Linked DNA regions of Mus musculus: regions 2 and 3 are each linked to region 1. The links are chromatin contacts, called in public promoter capture Hi-C maps. All regions are on one chromosome and are shown on one strand. Each heading gives the region's core, a stretch centred on a gene start, on an enhancer-like site or on the middle of the called end of the contact. The rest is flanking DNA. Distances are from core to core; before and after follow the strand shown. Region 1 holds the start of Baalc (brain and acute leukemia, cytoplasmic). Region 2 overlaps Dpys (dihydropyrimidinase). Region 3 has its middle 6.9 kb from the start of Dpys.

Region 1 (5,011 bases), core at 697-3,196:
TCTAGGGGCAGGCAAATTTTAAGGAGCTGGCAAATTTATCTCAGTTTATGATGCTTTTCCAGAATCCACTGTGAGACAAATAAAGATAAGCATTTTGCCCATAACCCTCAGAATAAGCAAGAGCATTAATCTGTTAGATGGAGATCTGTATGTAGCAGCTACATCTATGATCATAATATAAGGATCCTGTGCAGTCTCTAAAGTCCTCTGCCTCAGAATCTAGGGGGACTTTCAGAAATCCATGTTCCTGAGTCTCTACTGAATCAGAAATCTGGGCCAATGGATGTCAGGATTTGCATTTTAAGACACCATTAATGGGTTTCCTAAGCACTAAGGTTGAGAGCAGCCTGCTTGGGAGTTTTACTAGGAGGAAGCACTTGCTTGTACCCCAAGCCTCAGAAAAGCACAGGTCTAGAATTAGACTTCAATGTCTCCTCCTTTACAGTAAGGGCAAGTCCCCCACCCCAGGCTGGAGTAGGAAGAGAGTGGTAAGCAACAGATAAGCAGATGGCACCCAGCATCAATGCAGGGGCTACTTTAGTCACTGAGCATGGATCATGGTTCCTAGTTCACAGGGCTCCTGTGAGGGTTAAAGGGGCAACATGCACAAAGGCTCTAACGATGTCTGACACAGACAGGGTAAGCATTATTTATGGCCTAGCACCAGCTGTCTCTTCCTCACAATCCTCTCTTTAGCCATGTTGGTTACATTCTTAACTTATGACTCACACAATCAGCTAAGTGCTTACCGACTAGCCTACCGAGCCTGGCCTATAAGCTGAGATGTTCTGATAGCAAGCTAAAAAAATGAGGCCAGCCAGGGATCGTTGCCATATGTAACCTTTCTAGATTGCTTAAGAGGGTACCCCAAAAGGTCAGCCACAAACCCCGTGTTTCTGTTGTGTGAATCTAGCTTGTATTTCTTACCAAAATGTGAAAATACAGAAAAAGGACAAAGTAAACTACATTTCCCTCTGTTACCCAGAAGTGTAGCCTATACAAAAGACTGGCTGGTCACTTTCAGCAAATCAGCTGCAGTCATGAGCCCAGGACCTCCTGGGCTCAGAAAGGGCCTGGCTCAAATTCAAAGCTCAGTGAACACTGTCTTGACACTCTTAGTCATTTTATTTTTGAATTTGAGTCATACAAGTGAAATTCAAGGCCCCTGGGTACAGCTTCCTGTTGTGAGCCAAGTCCCAGATGGTGGACGGCCATCTAGACTAGGCTGGTGGAGGAAAAGGGATGGCCTCTCTGGCTGTTCCCTCATGCCCGTAACTCCTGTGGCATCTGGCTGGCTTCTCTCCGCTCATTTGGCAGATCCCTTCTTTGATCCCTGGGCCTTTTTCTCCTACAAATCAGGTACTTGTTGTGTGTCCTGAATTCCCATCTTGTCCTCCTTTTGCTTTTTAGTGAGGTCATTTATTTGAAGTTCTGTGTTTCTTGGCATTTGTTGTGGGAGACACACTTGCTCAGTCCAATAGGTGGAGACTAGGAAAAATTATCTTTGTGTAACCGTCAAGAGAGTGACCTTACTTCTAGGAATTTATCCCAGAGAACCACTAGGAATAAAATTATTAATCAAAAGGAATGTTATTCCAGTAACATCTAGCATTAGAACGTGGAAACAAATATCCAGTTAGAGGGCATTGGTTAAATGATTGCTTGTTCGTACGACCAGCAGACGTGTAAAAAATAACATGGCCGAGTGTTTAATAATGTGGAAAAGTTGCCATCAATGTGTTAAGTGAAAACTTCAAGCTACAAAGCTATTTTTAAATCTTATTTTTAACGTAAAAACACACGTATTCTTACAGGAAAAGATAGCTTTACCAGGTGGAACTTGAGGCCACCTTTTGCTATTAGCTGCCCTTTCTTTGCCACCTTGGGATTGCTTGTAACAGCTGCCATTTGCAAGCCTCTGGTGCCATTCTCTCCTTGCCTCCCCAGGTGTGCTGGAAGACGGACTGTCCTCTAACGGGGTGCTCCGACCTGCAGCCCCGGGTGGAATAGCCAACCCAGAGAAGAAGATGAACTGTGGGACCCAATGTCCCAACTCACAGAACCTCAGCTCAGGCCCTCTGACCCAGAAACAGAATGGCCTCTGGGCCACAGAGGTAGGGTCAAAACTACAACATCAACTGGGGATGGAGAACAGGGGTGGAACTTACAAATCGGGACCACCAGCACTGTGTCCAGGGAAGGAAGACCTCGGGACCTCGGGAATCGAGGTTTTCCACCACTCAATGTAAAAACTTACTGCAAATGCCATTTTAATCCTTTCCTTGTGGGCTGTTGAGTTTTATTTAACTTATAGAAACGAGTCCTAGAGAGTTGCCCTCTGGAGGAAATGTGTGTTGGTTCAGGTACACAGCTTTGTCCAAAAGTCTCCTTGTGTTAGGCAGCAAAGCCAGCGGAAGGAAACAAAATTGGCATTGTACCTCATACCCTCTAATCAGCTGGTCAGTGCAAGGGTCTTCAAGGGTGACTCTTGTAAAATATCATACCAGCATCACCAGAAAGCTTGCTGTTTGAAAGAAGGCTGGATGCGGTCCTGGACCAGGCTGGCATCCTTTGATCCCTTACTTCCCAGAGGTTCTCCTGCTGTGCCTGGCTCCTCCATGGGGTAGGGCTGGGGGAGTGAGGGCTGCAGCCCAGAATGAAAGCTCTGAGCAATTGGAGACTCTGCAGTCTCTTCCTCCTCCTCCTCTTCTCCTCCTCTCCTTCTTCTTCCTCTTCCTCTCCTCCTCTCCTTCCTCCTCCAATTTCCTCATCTTCCCTGAAGTCCACCATTTACTTGAAGGTTCAGAACCCACTGATCCCACCTGTCCCAGCTCTGGCCTCCTGCATCCCGAGGGCACAGTTTCCTACCTAGTGATGGTATTCTTTTTGTTTTTTCTTCTGATCAGTCCCTTACATGGTAGTTTATTTCCCAAAGCACTTTCTTTTTCTGAGTTGATAGATCACAAAAGCATTGTTTTGTGTAGATGAAGACAAGGATCAAGTTTTTCCGTTACAGCAAAGACATTGTAAACATGTACATGGACCTTAAATAGCATACAATGCCATGGGGAAGAATGAAAACTAGCTAAACCCCGAGGTGACCAATTTTATTCCATTTCACTGTGTAACAAAGCTTATCGTTTGCAAGAATTTTGCGATGGAATTCCTTTTCACATCATTAAGTTGCTTTCAGTGGCTTTGATCAGCAAACCAGTTTCAAATTTGTCTCCAAAGTTCATTACCCGAGGAGACTTGTAGAGTCAATCTTTCAGAATCTCAGGTTTCTTAAACATATAGTGGAAATAAAATAATATCCAAAGGAACAGACAGATGGGCCTCCTCTTATAGACTGCGATACAAAGAACAATGGGAAGGAGGGACAAACATGATAGCTGGGCCCACAACACAATGACCTCATTAAGTGGAATGCTAATGGAGCCCAAAGGCTAGCTGGGGAAGGGAGATGGAAGGGTCTTGTATTGTCTACTTTGTGCATCAGCTGACTTTCAGGAGACCCAGTCATCATTGACAGAGTGCAAGGCAGTTTGGGGTCCACAGAACCATGTTCACGAGGTTGAGTGTTCTAGAGAAGGTCCAGATGTCTGTCTCCTAATCCTTCTCTCCATATTTGAGACACAGAATGTGTTATAGTGGAGAGATGGCAGTTACCTGGAAACAGCTTGATCTACATGCTTGTTTTCCTTGTGCCACATTCTGCCCTCCTCACCCATCATTTCAAAGTTGTGTTTTGCACTTAAAAGGGTGCTAGCTCTTAGGCCCTCTAGGCTTTGGAATCCTCCCAACAGCATCATGACCATTTTATAGGCAAGGGAAGTAAGGCATGCACTGTATGGCACAGATAGTACCATATACGTGATGGAGATGAACCTGGTGGATCAGAGCATCACAACGCAGGGCATGGGGCCATAGCTCAGTGGGTAAAGTGTTTTCCTAACAGCACAAACCCTTGGAGTTAATCCCCAGTGGGCAATGGGAGTACTGAGAAGATGAAGGTAGTGAAAGACCTCCGTGGGGATACCCCCACCCGAGTCACGAGATAGCGTGAGTGATTTGGGGTGTTGCCTCACCTGAGTCAGAACATGGGGGAGTCCTCACGTGTGGGTCTTTCAGTTGGAGGGTCAAAGTTCAAAGCTGCAATTTTACGATGGTGAGAAAACAACACGTACACTTTGGATATCACAATTCTAATTTCAAGTTGGGACCTCTTCCTCGCACCTGCAGTGCCACCTTCTCTTACATTGACAGTGGACAGAATAATGGCTTTCGGTCATCCTGGAGATCACCAAGGAACCAGCTGATAGCCCACGGTGAACTGTGGCACTGCAACCTACATTTTCAGCGTGCGTTGGGTTTATTAAGCTATGAACCATCTCCCCTGTGCACCAGCTCCTGGATGATGGCTCTTCTCCAGGAGGCACCTTTGGGAAAGCATACAGCCTCAGCCACACACCTCTTGCAGTTTTCCAATTCAGATTTACCAGAAAAAAATTGTGGGTTAAAGGCAATCCTTACTGGGCCTTGAGACTCTCTTCCTTAATTCTTAAGAGCACCCTTAAAATCCTCTGAGTTCCATCTGGCTCAGATGCCAGGGACTGCTGGAGTGCCAAGGACCCGGCCAGTGCCCATCTGGGGTGAGAGTGAGAGTCAGATGATATGATAAATAACATTGTTGCAGACTTGACTGGTGCTCTGAGGAACCTGGGAAGACATTAGTGGGGATAGTAACTGTTAGTACAGAGGCCCCCTCCAAAGCTCACATTCCTTTCTGAAGGGCGATGGGACACAATGAACACACCAGTGATGGTGAACAACAGGATTTTATGTTCTGAGTCCTCTGTGCTTTATAGCCCGTTGTGGATAATTGTATTTGATGTTAATTCCGTTCTGTGAGGGGCTGCAAACAAGGACTGAGTCAGCACTCAGGTGATTTCCTGTAAACCTGCTTCCCACCTTAATTTGTAAAATAAATGAGAGCTGATGGTTGGACAGA
Region 2 (4,576 bases), core at 1,453-3,952, 880 kb after region 1:
TCGCTTTCATCTCGTGGAGAACAGTTCAGCCGTTGCTAAGGAGGTCCTCAGAACAGTTCAGCCGTTGCTAAGGAGGTCCTCAGAAATCATTTCTAGTTCCCTTGAAAGGTTCAGTTGCATAAGAACATGTTTAAATAAATAACATGCACTACATGGTGGTTAATATTTTACCCCTGTGTGTTATCAAAGAGCTAGACTTTCTCTTCATGAACCGTCCAAACTTAATAAGCAACTGTCTGACAAAGGCCATAAAATAATCTTAGGTGGTTTGTTTGAGTAGTTTCTCTCCAAATCATTTTTAAGGGATATCAACTCTTGGGAGCACCCGATTCCACCAGGCTGTCGTAGCCAGAAAGAAGCCTGAGAGTGTCTCAGTTTCCGTCTTTCTTGGTAAAAACTGGGCGTGTCTATGAGACAGGAGATGCCTTAAGTGAAGTATCACTTTCTTACACTCATCCAGTTCTTGCCTGAATGAAGCCATTATGCAATGAGCTCTGATTGACAGCTATGGCTAGCCACGGCTCCCACCCATTCCACACACTGGCCCCTGCTGGTGCGTGGGCACTGCTGTGTACCAAGTACTGTGAGCATTACGTATACGCTGAGGATTTGTGTACAGCGTCCTTATGACAGCAATGTTGCAAAACAAAAAAATAATGCTGTTCCTTTTAACCAAGTAGCACTCTCAAAGCCACAACCAGCTCAGAAAAGACAAAGTTGTTAGCTTCAAACCTTTTCAAAGAAAAGTTTTAATAAAAAGGTTTCTTCTCCCACCAGGGTATTACTACCCCAATGCCTGAATAACAGGCTGGATTTCGTGTGGATTAATAACAATAAAAAAATAACGCTCATACCTCAACATCTCTATAATTATCATCCACCAAGAAATTGTCCTGGGAGCATACACATCTGTAGTAAGAACTGTGTGGAGGATGCTCCTCCAACTGTGCAGACCCACCTGTGGGTCCCAACACCATGCTGCATCATGACAACGCAGCAAGGACATCATGGTGTAACCATCGTTTCTACGTAGGCACCTGCACAAGCCCTGAGTGCACATTGCTCTTCTCTACCACATGAACTGGGACAACTGAGCTTTGGGGCCTGGGAGAACAGTTCTTTACAGAGTCTGTCAGCACTGGTGTGAAAAGCTAATCTTTATGCTGACCAGCTTTTCAAAACAATCACAGACTGTGTGTGTGTGTGTGTGTGTGTGTGTGTGTGTGTGTGTGTGTAGTGTGTATGCTTGTGTGAGTACTTGTGTGTGTGTGTGTGTGTGTGCTTATGTGTATGGTGTGTGTGTGTGTGTGTGCTTGTGTGTGTGGTGTGTGTGTGGTGTGTAAATGCTTGTGTGTATGCTTGTGTGTGTGCTTGAGTGTGTGGAGTGTGTATGCTTGTGTGTGTGCTGTGTGCGTGGTGTGTATGTGGTGTGTGTGTGTGGTATGTGTGCTTGTGTGTGTGGTGTGTTGTGGTGTGTGTATGCTTATGTGTGTGCTTGTGTGTGGTGTGTGTGTGTGCTTCTCTCTGTGTGTGTACGCTTATGTGTGTGGTATATGTGTGGTGTGTGTGTGTGTGTGTGGTGTGTGTATGCTTGTGTGTGTGCTTGTGTGTGTGCTTGTCTGTGTTTGGTGTGTGTGTGCTTGTGTGTGTGGTGTGTGTATGCTTGTGTGTGTGGTGTGTGTATGCTTGTGTGTGTGCTTGTGTGTGTACTTAGGTGTGCTTATGTATGTGCTTGTGCATGTGTGTGTGGTGTGTGTGCACTCTCATGTGTATGCATATACTTCTTTGGAGGAAGAAGACAAGAATTACAGTTCAGAAATTAGATAGCACACAATGAGTTATCTAGTTTTCTCCAAGGAAAATGCCAAGCGGTCTCTTTGAAGCTCTCCCTGATGATATGACCCTATGTACACACCCTAAGCTTCACTGTTTGGTTCATGATGCTTTTTACTCCCTATTGCTCCATGTCCCTTAGAGAACCATCCCTCTCCTGCTCAATTTCATACAAAGGTTCCTAGGCAGAACCCAGGGGCACATTCATAATCTTCAAGTCATTACTCTTCACTGAATACAAAGTTAAATTCGTTTATCTCTATCTACACTGAGAAAAGGACGGAAATTAAGCAGGAGAGGCAGCACAATGCCTTCCAGAATGGTGAATGCAAGGTCAAAGCTTGCTGTAATTGAGTTTAAAAAAAATAATAAACCCCAAATAACTGGAAACAAAAATATGCCTCCTCTGCAGAATACAGAGCGGCTAGAAGTCTTCATCAAATGTTTCAATGCACACAGTAGTCAGCTGTGCTGGTATGCTTGAGATGCTGTGAGATGCCCTGTAGCTCATAAATACAGAAAAGGGACAGTTTCCATAGTAACTAAGTGCTCTTTAATGAATACCAAAGAACCAGAGCTCAAAGGAGAGCCTTAAATTGCCAGACCACGAGTTGCTGCTGCTCCTGCAGACCTGCAGGCAGCTCACATTCCCCTTTCTCTGATCAGAGTTTTAACAGGTTGGCCATTTTGACTGATCTCTGTTTCAACCATATGACACCTTAAAATTCTGTTTCAATATCACATGAAACCCACACTCTTGATTTCTTCTCTATAAGCTAAGTACCAGAATATTCTACCCCAAAAAAGGCCAAACAACTAGATAAAGGGCTATGTCCTTAACTCTAAAGCTTTGACCGGAGCAGTGAAGCACAGGGCACACACTTCTGTCACAAGAGATAGACACAGGCTCAATGAGCTGTCAAACTGAATACAGGGGACTCTTCATTTCCAAAGCAGAAAAAAAAAAGTTGATAATGTTCTCTTTGCACTAAATGCAGCCTTTTTTTTTTTTTAAATGTGCAATGACACAGAGGAGGTATTGCAGTTGGTTTTGCAGGGACTTTTTCTTTACAGGCTTGTTATGTCTAAGGTCATCTTTCATCAGGATTTCCTACCTTTCCCCTCATACGCCCACTCCCAGTCCTCTCTCGAGATCCATCAGCACACTGATGTCAGTGCCTCACTCTTGGAACCATGCAGCTTCTATAGATTTACAAAACAAGCAGCAGAAGGAGAAAAGTGTGGATGCCCGGCTTTTCTTTCTCCTGACCTCCTTTGGTGACATTAATGAAACCCGGTTTTAGGGCAGCAGGCTATGTGGCAAGCACACTGTTTTCTACGTGCCGTTAATAACCAACAGGAATAACAAACACACAGAAACATCTAGGTACCATGTAGCCCCCAGAGCGTTAGCAATCGCTTCCTCTCTCAGGAGGCTGCCTCCTTACATAACCAGCAGATCGGGCAGCCCAGTGCGGGTTGTGGGCGCCCCCTTCAGGATATGGGATTCAATGCACATTGCCGTCTTCTGTCATTTATGCTAAAAGCATTTGAGGAATTTTGCAGTAAAACATCTAGTGTCTAATTATATGTTAAAACAGAAATCATATATAACACTGGACTGTAACTAATGTTAAAATCACCATCGTAGGATAAATCCATTTCTTCCCTTGATTAAATAATTCTTTTCCACAAGGCTAACTTTGTGAACATTCAGCTCAGTCTATGACAGACACAATTCACATTGGAGGCCATCTGGCTGCCTTCTCTTCTTTCTTCAGGCAGCCTGGACGCCTGCTCCTCCCCCGTGCTTGAGTTTACTCTGCCTCAGCTTCAGTTCGACTCTCGGGTACGGATCCTCTGCCCACTCTCATCCCACGTGACGTGACAGTACACCTCCCTCTGGCCTCATGCAGGACCGCTCTGCTCTGAACCTCTCAAACAGTATTTTTGTTTGTTTGTTTTTTGTTTTTCGAGCCAGGGTTTCTCTGTATAGCCCTGGCTGTCCTGGAACTCACTTTGTAGACCAGGCTGTCCTCGAACTCAGAAATCCTCCTGCCTCTGTCTTCCGAGTGCTGGGATTAAAGTCGTGTGCCACCACGCCCGGCTTCATTTTTTTAAAATTTTTTATTAGGTATTTTCTTCATTTACATTTCAAATGCTATCCCAAAAGTCCCCTATACCCCTCCCCCCCCCACCCTGCTCCCCTACCCACTCACTTCCACTTCTTGGCCCTGGCGTTCCCCTGTGCTGGGGCATATAAAGTTTGCAAGACCAAGGGGCCTCTCCTCCCAATGATGGCCAACTAGGCCATCTTCTTCTACATATGCAACTAGAGACACAACAATGAGAGGTACTGGTTAGTTCACATTGTTGTTCCTCCTATAGGGTTGCAGACCCCTTCAGCTCCTTGGGTACTTTCTCTAGCTCCTCCATTGGGGGTCCTGTGTTCCATCCAATAGATGACTGTGAGCATCCACTTCTGTATTTGCCAGGCACTGGCATAGCCTCACAGGAGACAGCTATATCAGGGTCCTGTCAGCAAAATCTTGCTGGCATATGCAATAGTGTCTGGGTTTGGTGGCTGTCAAACGGTATTTTTAACACATCCCTTCTGAGAGTAAACTATCTCATCTTATATTCCCTCTCCTCTTCCTGGACCAAAGGAAGGACCAGTATAGCCTGGACTCTCAGAACCTGTCTCCAAGGCGAAACAGCCCAGAGTGCGTTTGAGAGCACAACA
Region 3 (4,757 bases), core at 1,974-4,473, 930 kb after region 1:
GGAAAATATTTTTTATTGTCATAATCTAAAAATTTGCAAGGGAACAAAAGCATATTAATTATAAAGGAAGTATATGTACACAACTTCTCAAGGCATTGACTCTTCATATAGTATTAAATTATATAAATTAAGAATTTAATATAATATAAAAATATAAATATAATATAAATAATATAAACTTAATATAAATTAAGAATTTATATAATTTAATTATAAAAATATAAAAATAAAAAGATAAAATATAAAACTATAAAATATTAAAAATGTAAAAATATAAAATTTAAAAAATGTTTTAAATGCAAGCAGCCTTCTTAGGGGGGTTGGCAGAGAGGTTTCAGATTTGTAGCTATGCACTTAGGAAAGAACATAAAGGCAAATGATTGTAACTCTTCTAATTGGTAGCAACGCGTCGTGCTTTTCACAAGATTCACATGTGTCTTGTATACTGGTCCATCTCCAGTGACAGAAACAGACTAGGGAAGACTTATGGATGGTGAGCCCTTCTCTTCCAACCCAACCCCGTCCTGCCCTAGGAGAGATTTTGTGTGTGTGTGTGTGTGTGTGTGTGTGTGTGTGTGTGTGTAGGCCTGTGTACACTTTATCTAGCTTCAGGGAAGAAAGATCAAGAAAAGAGGACAACCAGTTTGTATTAGTATCAACCATTTTGACAGAAGATTCTGGGATTCTAGGTGCCAAAAGTTTGGTCTACAGTTGAGGGGAGGTGGGTTTCTGTCCCCATGTGTTCCTTGTCTTTTAGGGAAGCCTGTGGGAAACATCAAAGGAAGGCTGATTCAAGGCCTGCAGGGTTCATGGTGTCAGACAAGGGTAGGACTAGTTAGAACAACACCTGATAGTCAAGTGTTTATTTTCTAATCTTTTTGAATACAACAGAATATTTCATTATGTGACTATTCAAATCTAAGTAGGAAAAAGGCTCTCCATAAGCATCTGTTAACTGTTAGGTACAATTGAGAACTTGAGGCATGGGCTTAAGCCTTTTTTTCTATGTTCTTTCATTTCTACAAGAGCTCCTCTGGGTGGTGGCAGCTAGGAGATGGCTCAGTGCTTGAGATGCAAGGCCAAAGACCAGGATTTGCATCCCCAGTATTTACAGAAATGCCCGAGTAGGCATTCCAGCAAGGTATTCCCCAGAACAAATGGGCTAGCTAGATTAGTCCACCCATGAGCTCTGGGTTCAGTTGAATGACTGTCTTAATAAATACAGAATAGAAAGATCAAGGATGACTCCTGACATCAGTTCAGCTTCAGGCCTCCAGAGACAGGTGCATGCCCATGCCCAATACACACTTGCACATATATGTACATGTGTACACACATGAGAGAGAGAGAGAGAGAGAGAGAGAGAGAGAGAGAGAGAGAGAGAGAGAGAGAGAAGGAGGGAAGGAAAGGGGGAGGGAGAGAGAGAAGGAGAGAGATAGGAAGGAGGAAGAGAAGGAGGAAGAGGAGGAAGAGGAGAAGGGGGAGAAAGAGAAAGGAGGAGGAGGAAGAGGAAGAGGAGGAGGAGGAGGAGAAGGGGGAGAAAGAGAAAGAGGAGGAGGAGAAAGGAGGAGGAGAAAGAGGAGGAGGAGAAAAAGGAGGAGGAGGAGAAAGAGGAGGAGGAGGAGAAAGAGGAGGAGGAGAAGAAAGAGGAGGAGGAGGAGAAAGAGGAGGAGGAGAAGAAAGAGGAGGAGGAGGAGAAAGAGGAGGAGGAGAAGAAAGAGGAGGAGGAGGAGAAAGAGGAGGAGGAGAAGAAAGAGGAGGAGGAGGAGAAAGAGGAGGAGGAGGAGAAAGAGGAGGAGGAGGGGGAGAAAGAGGAGGAGGAGGAGAAAGAAGAGGAGGAGGAGAGAGAGGAGGAGAAAGAGGAGGAGGAGAAGAAAGAGGAGGAGGAGGAGAAAGAGGAGGAGGAGGAGAAAGAGGAGGAGGAGGAGAAAGAGGAGGAAGAGGAGAAAGAGGAGGAGAAAGAGGAGGAGGAGAAAGATGAGGAGGAGGAGAAAGAGGAGGAGGAGGGGGAGAAAGAGGAGGAGGAGAAGGAGAAAGAAGAGGAGGAGGAGGAGGAGGAGAAGGAGGACTGAATTAGGTATGAAACACCACTATCTCTTTACAGGTGAGCTGCCACTCAGAGGCTACAGCCAAAGTAACTTGCTGTTCCGATCTGATTTTAAGGCCACAGGGCCCACAATCACTACATTAAACCCACCAAATAGTGATAGTATTTGTGCTTTTAATTTGATAAAGCAACTACTTTTCTCCTCCAGGATAAGAAAGGTCATTTTTAAAATAGCTTGTAAAAAAAAGGACATTATCTGTATCTATACATCAATATACATGTATGACACACACACAAATATGGATAATTCTTTGTTGTCTTAAAGTCTGTTGGGATCTAATTGAAGTACCATGAAGTGGACACACTTATAGTCAATGGCATTTAGTGTATTTACAGAGGTTTGCAAGCCTCTGCTAACCAGATTTTAGGAGAGTGTCATCTCCTAGAGAAGGCCTATTGGCCAAGGAAACCTTGAGGTGTCTTTCCCTGTGCCGTTCATTCAGCCCAGTTCCCCCCTAGAGCATTCTAACTGCAAGACCTTTGTCAGGTTAAATGAGGATGTATCTTTTTACAGCCTCTCGGCAACTATGTAACTGGGGATTACTTCCTCCAGGGCCTGGAGCTGCCCCTTTAAATGTATTCATAAAGGAACATGGTTTTCCAATCCCCCAGGCTGTGTGGAAGGAACAGAACGCAACCTCAGTACACACAGTGATCAACTGCAGGTAAGCTGACGCATGGATGAGACTCCCTAGTGCCCTTCAGCGTGTTTCTGCTAGCTCTCTGTGACTTTGCATCTGAAGGTATGGATTACTTGTCCTCTATGGCATCACTCTGTCTTGCTTGTCTCTGTCTTCTGTAGTTTTTGACATCTCCCAACTCATCTCCCTTTCCTGAGCCCTAAGGAAAGACACGTTGACTCTCCGTGAACCTGCTCCTTGTGAACGTTTTCGATCAGTGGGACCACACACATTTGGGAGGCTGTTCATTAATTTGTGAAGTAGGTGGGATTTTAGATTTTTCCACTTTTGGCTGTTAGAAGTTAACGTTGGTATTTGTGGATACATTTTATAAGGACAAGCTTTCAGCTGTATCTAGGAATAGCATTTCTGGCTCATGTGGTGGCTCTGTTCATTTTGAGGCACTTCCAGGCTGTATTTACAACGCAGTGGCATAATTTTACATCCCTACCATGCATCTGTGAAGCGTCCAATTCCAAACCCTTGCCAGCACCACTCACTGCTCCCTCTCAGCACAGCCATCCTACCGATTGTCAAGCGTTTGTTTCCTAATCTTTTTTTAATACAACAGAATATTTCATTATGTGACTATTCAAACCTAAGTAGGAAATATATCTATTGATCTCTAAGTGAAAATGCAGCGTAGGAAGAATTAATTTGAGTTCTGAAGTTATACTGCATCTGATACCAGTGACAAAGTCACTTGCTGATGTTCATGCTGATATATGGATGCATGATGCTGATAAATCTAATAAATAAATAATGGGCCTAAACAACAAACTCCATGATCATCTCAACAGATGCAGAAAAAGCCTTTGGTGGCATCCAACATGCTTTTTCAGTGGTGAAGTGTCATTAGGTTAGAAGGGGAGGGAAAAGATTACAGTCCAGGCAATTTGACTCCAGACTTTCAGAGGCTATATTGCTGCTTCCAATAGATTTTGAACTATCATGTAGAGACAGAAGTTATTTTAAATGTAGTTGAAAAAAAGCCCTGTGCATCATTTGTATTTACAACATGCCAAACTGTTTCTCTTAAGTTGTATACCGTTTTGTGTGTGTGTGTGTGTGTGTGTGTGTGTGTGTGTGTGTGTGTGTGTGTGTATGTTTGCTAGGAAATAGAACTCAGGACATTGAAGCTGTAATAAGTTAACCACTTTAAACTCCCTGGAGGGTGTGTGTGTGCTCCTTGTTTCCCGACCCAATCCCTTATGGATTCCCCCCAAAAAGACACACATACACAACCTTTTATTTTAAATACCTTAAACAGCTCAATTGGTGGGTCACTCCCTAACTCCATGAGGCTAACACCCACTCCCCTCTGATATTCCTGAGTTAATACTTACTAAGTTTATATTTTATCTTTGCTGCCCTGGCCTCTGCTGGGCAGCCCTTCTGGAGCTGCCTCCCCCCACCCCATTGACATGTCTGCAGTCTCTCCCTCCTGCACTTTGCTGCATGGTCTGCCTCCTACACCCTTGTCATGCCAGAACCCCCTCTTCCTCGTTCCTTTCCTGGGAATCCTAAATGTCCTGCCCTGTGTTTCTGTCAGCCATTGGCTGCTGGTAGCTTTATTGACCAGTCAAAAACCAACTGGGGACAAGCTGCTTTTAGTCCTATGTGCAGGACACTGCAAACAGGTTTTTTTGGGGGCAACATAACTAGCATGAGAACACAATGCTATAAGACCTAAAACATGTCAGGCAAGAATTATGACACTTAGCTACATTCCTATCCAATGCTGGGATTTTTTTAAGTTCATATAATAAATAAACACAGGATGCAATCAATATGCTTAGTAGATGAGAGTGGAGCTGATTTGATATGCTTTTAGCAAACAAGCTTCTTTTGGAGACAATAAAACTGTTTTTCTACTTATAATAACATTATTATAACGTTATAATAGCATTTCATTATTTTTTAATGTATGCCACAAACCGTTTGCTGCGTCTGTTACTGATTGTGGAGTT

Evidence for each region. Promoter capture Hi-C pulls out the DNA fragments that hold promoters and counts their contacts.
Region 2: a promoter capture Hi-C map of hippocampal neurons shows a contact between it and region 1, with 2.6 times the contacts expected there. The contact joins the enhancer-like site here to the promoter of Baalc in region 1. A contact is called at or near these places in 3 of 39 promoter capture datasets (embryonic stem cells, hippocampal neurons and stem cell-derived epiblast-like cells) and 3 of 115 datasets of contacts at active chromatin or transcription factors (differentiating embryonic stem cells, embryonic stem cells and extraembryonic endoderm stem cells).
Region 3: a contact with region 1 is called in a promoter capture Hi-C map of hippocampal neurons, with 3 times the contacts expected there. The contact joins the enhancer-like site here to the promoter of Baalc in region 1. A contact is called at or near these places in 5 of 39 promoter capture datasets (embryonic stem cells, hippocampal neurons, liver and 2 more), 1 of 115 datasets of contacts at active chromatin or transcription factors (embryonic stem cells) and 1 of 9 other capture datasets (embryonic stem cells).

What each region holds. Positions count from the first base shown.
Region 1 is chr15:38,931,963-38,936,973 of GRCm38.p6, forward strand. It overlaps Baalc (brain and acute leukemia, cytoplasmic), which reads left to right and starts at 1,947. Exons shown (of 2, transcript NM_080640.6): 1 at 1,947-2,114. The coding sequence starts at 1,947.
Region 2 is chr15:39,813,944-39,818,519 of GRCm38.p6, forward strand. The region is part of intron 7 of Dpys (dihydropyrimidinase); the gene reads right to left. Among named protein-coding and RNA genes, the nearest start is that of Gm16291, 19 kb to the left of the region's middle. Within about 2 kb of position 2,703, at least 69 of the 459 cell types and tissues checked have an H3K27ac peak or open chromatin away from gene starts, as enhancers often do. A contact at or near this core is called in hippocampal neurons, where this site is marked.
Region 3 is chr15:39,862,033-39,866,789 of GRCm38.p6, forward strand. No RefSeq gene overlaps it. Among named protein-coding and RNA genes, the nearest start is that of Dpys, 6.9 kb to the left of the region's middle. Within about 2 kb of position 3,224, at least 8 of the 459 cell types and tissues checked have an H3K27ac peak or open chromatin away from gene starts, as enhancers often do. A contact at or near this core is called in hippocampal neurons, where this site is marked.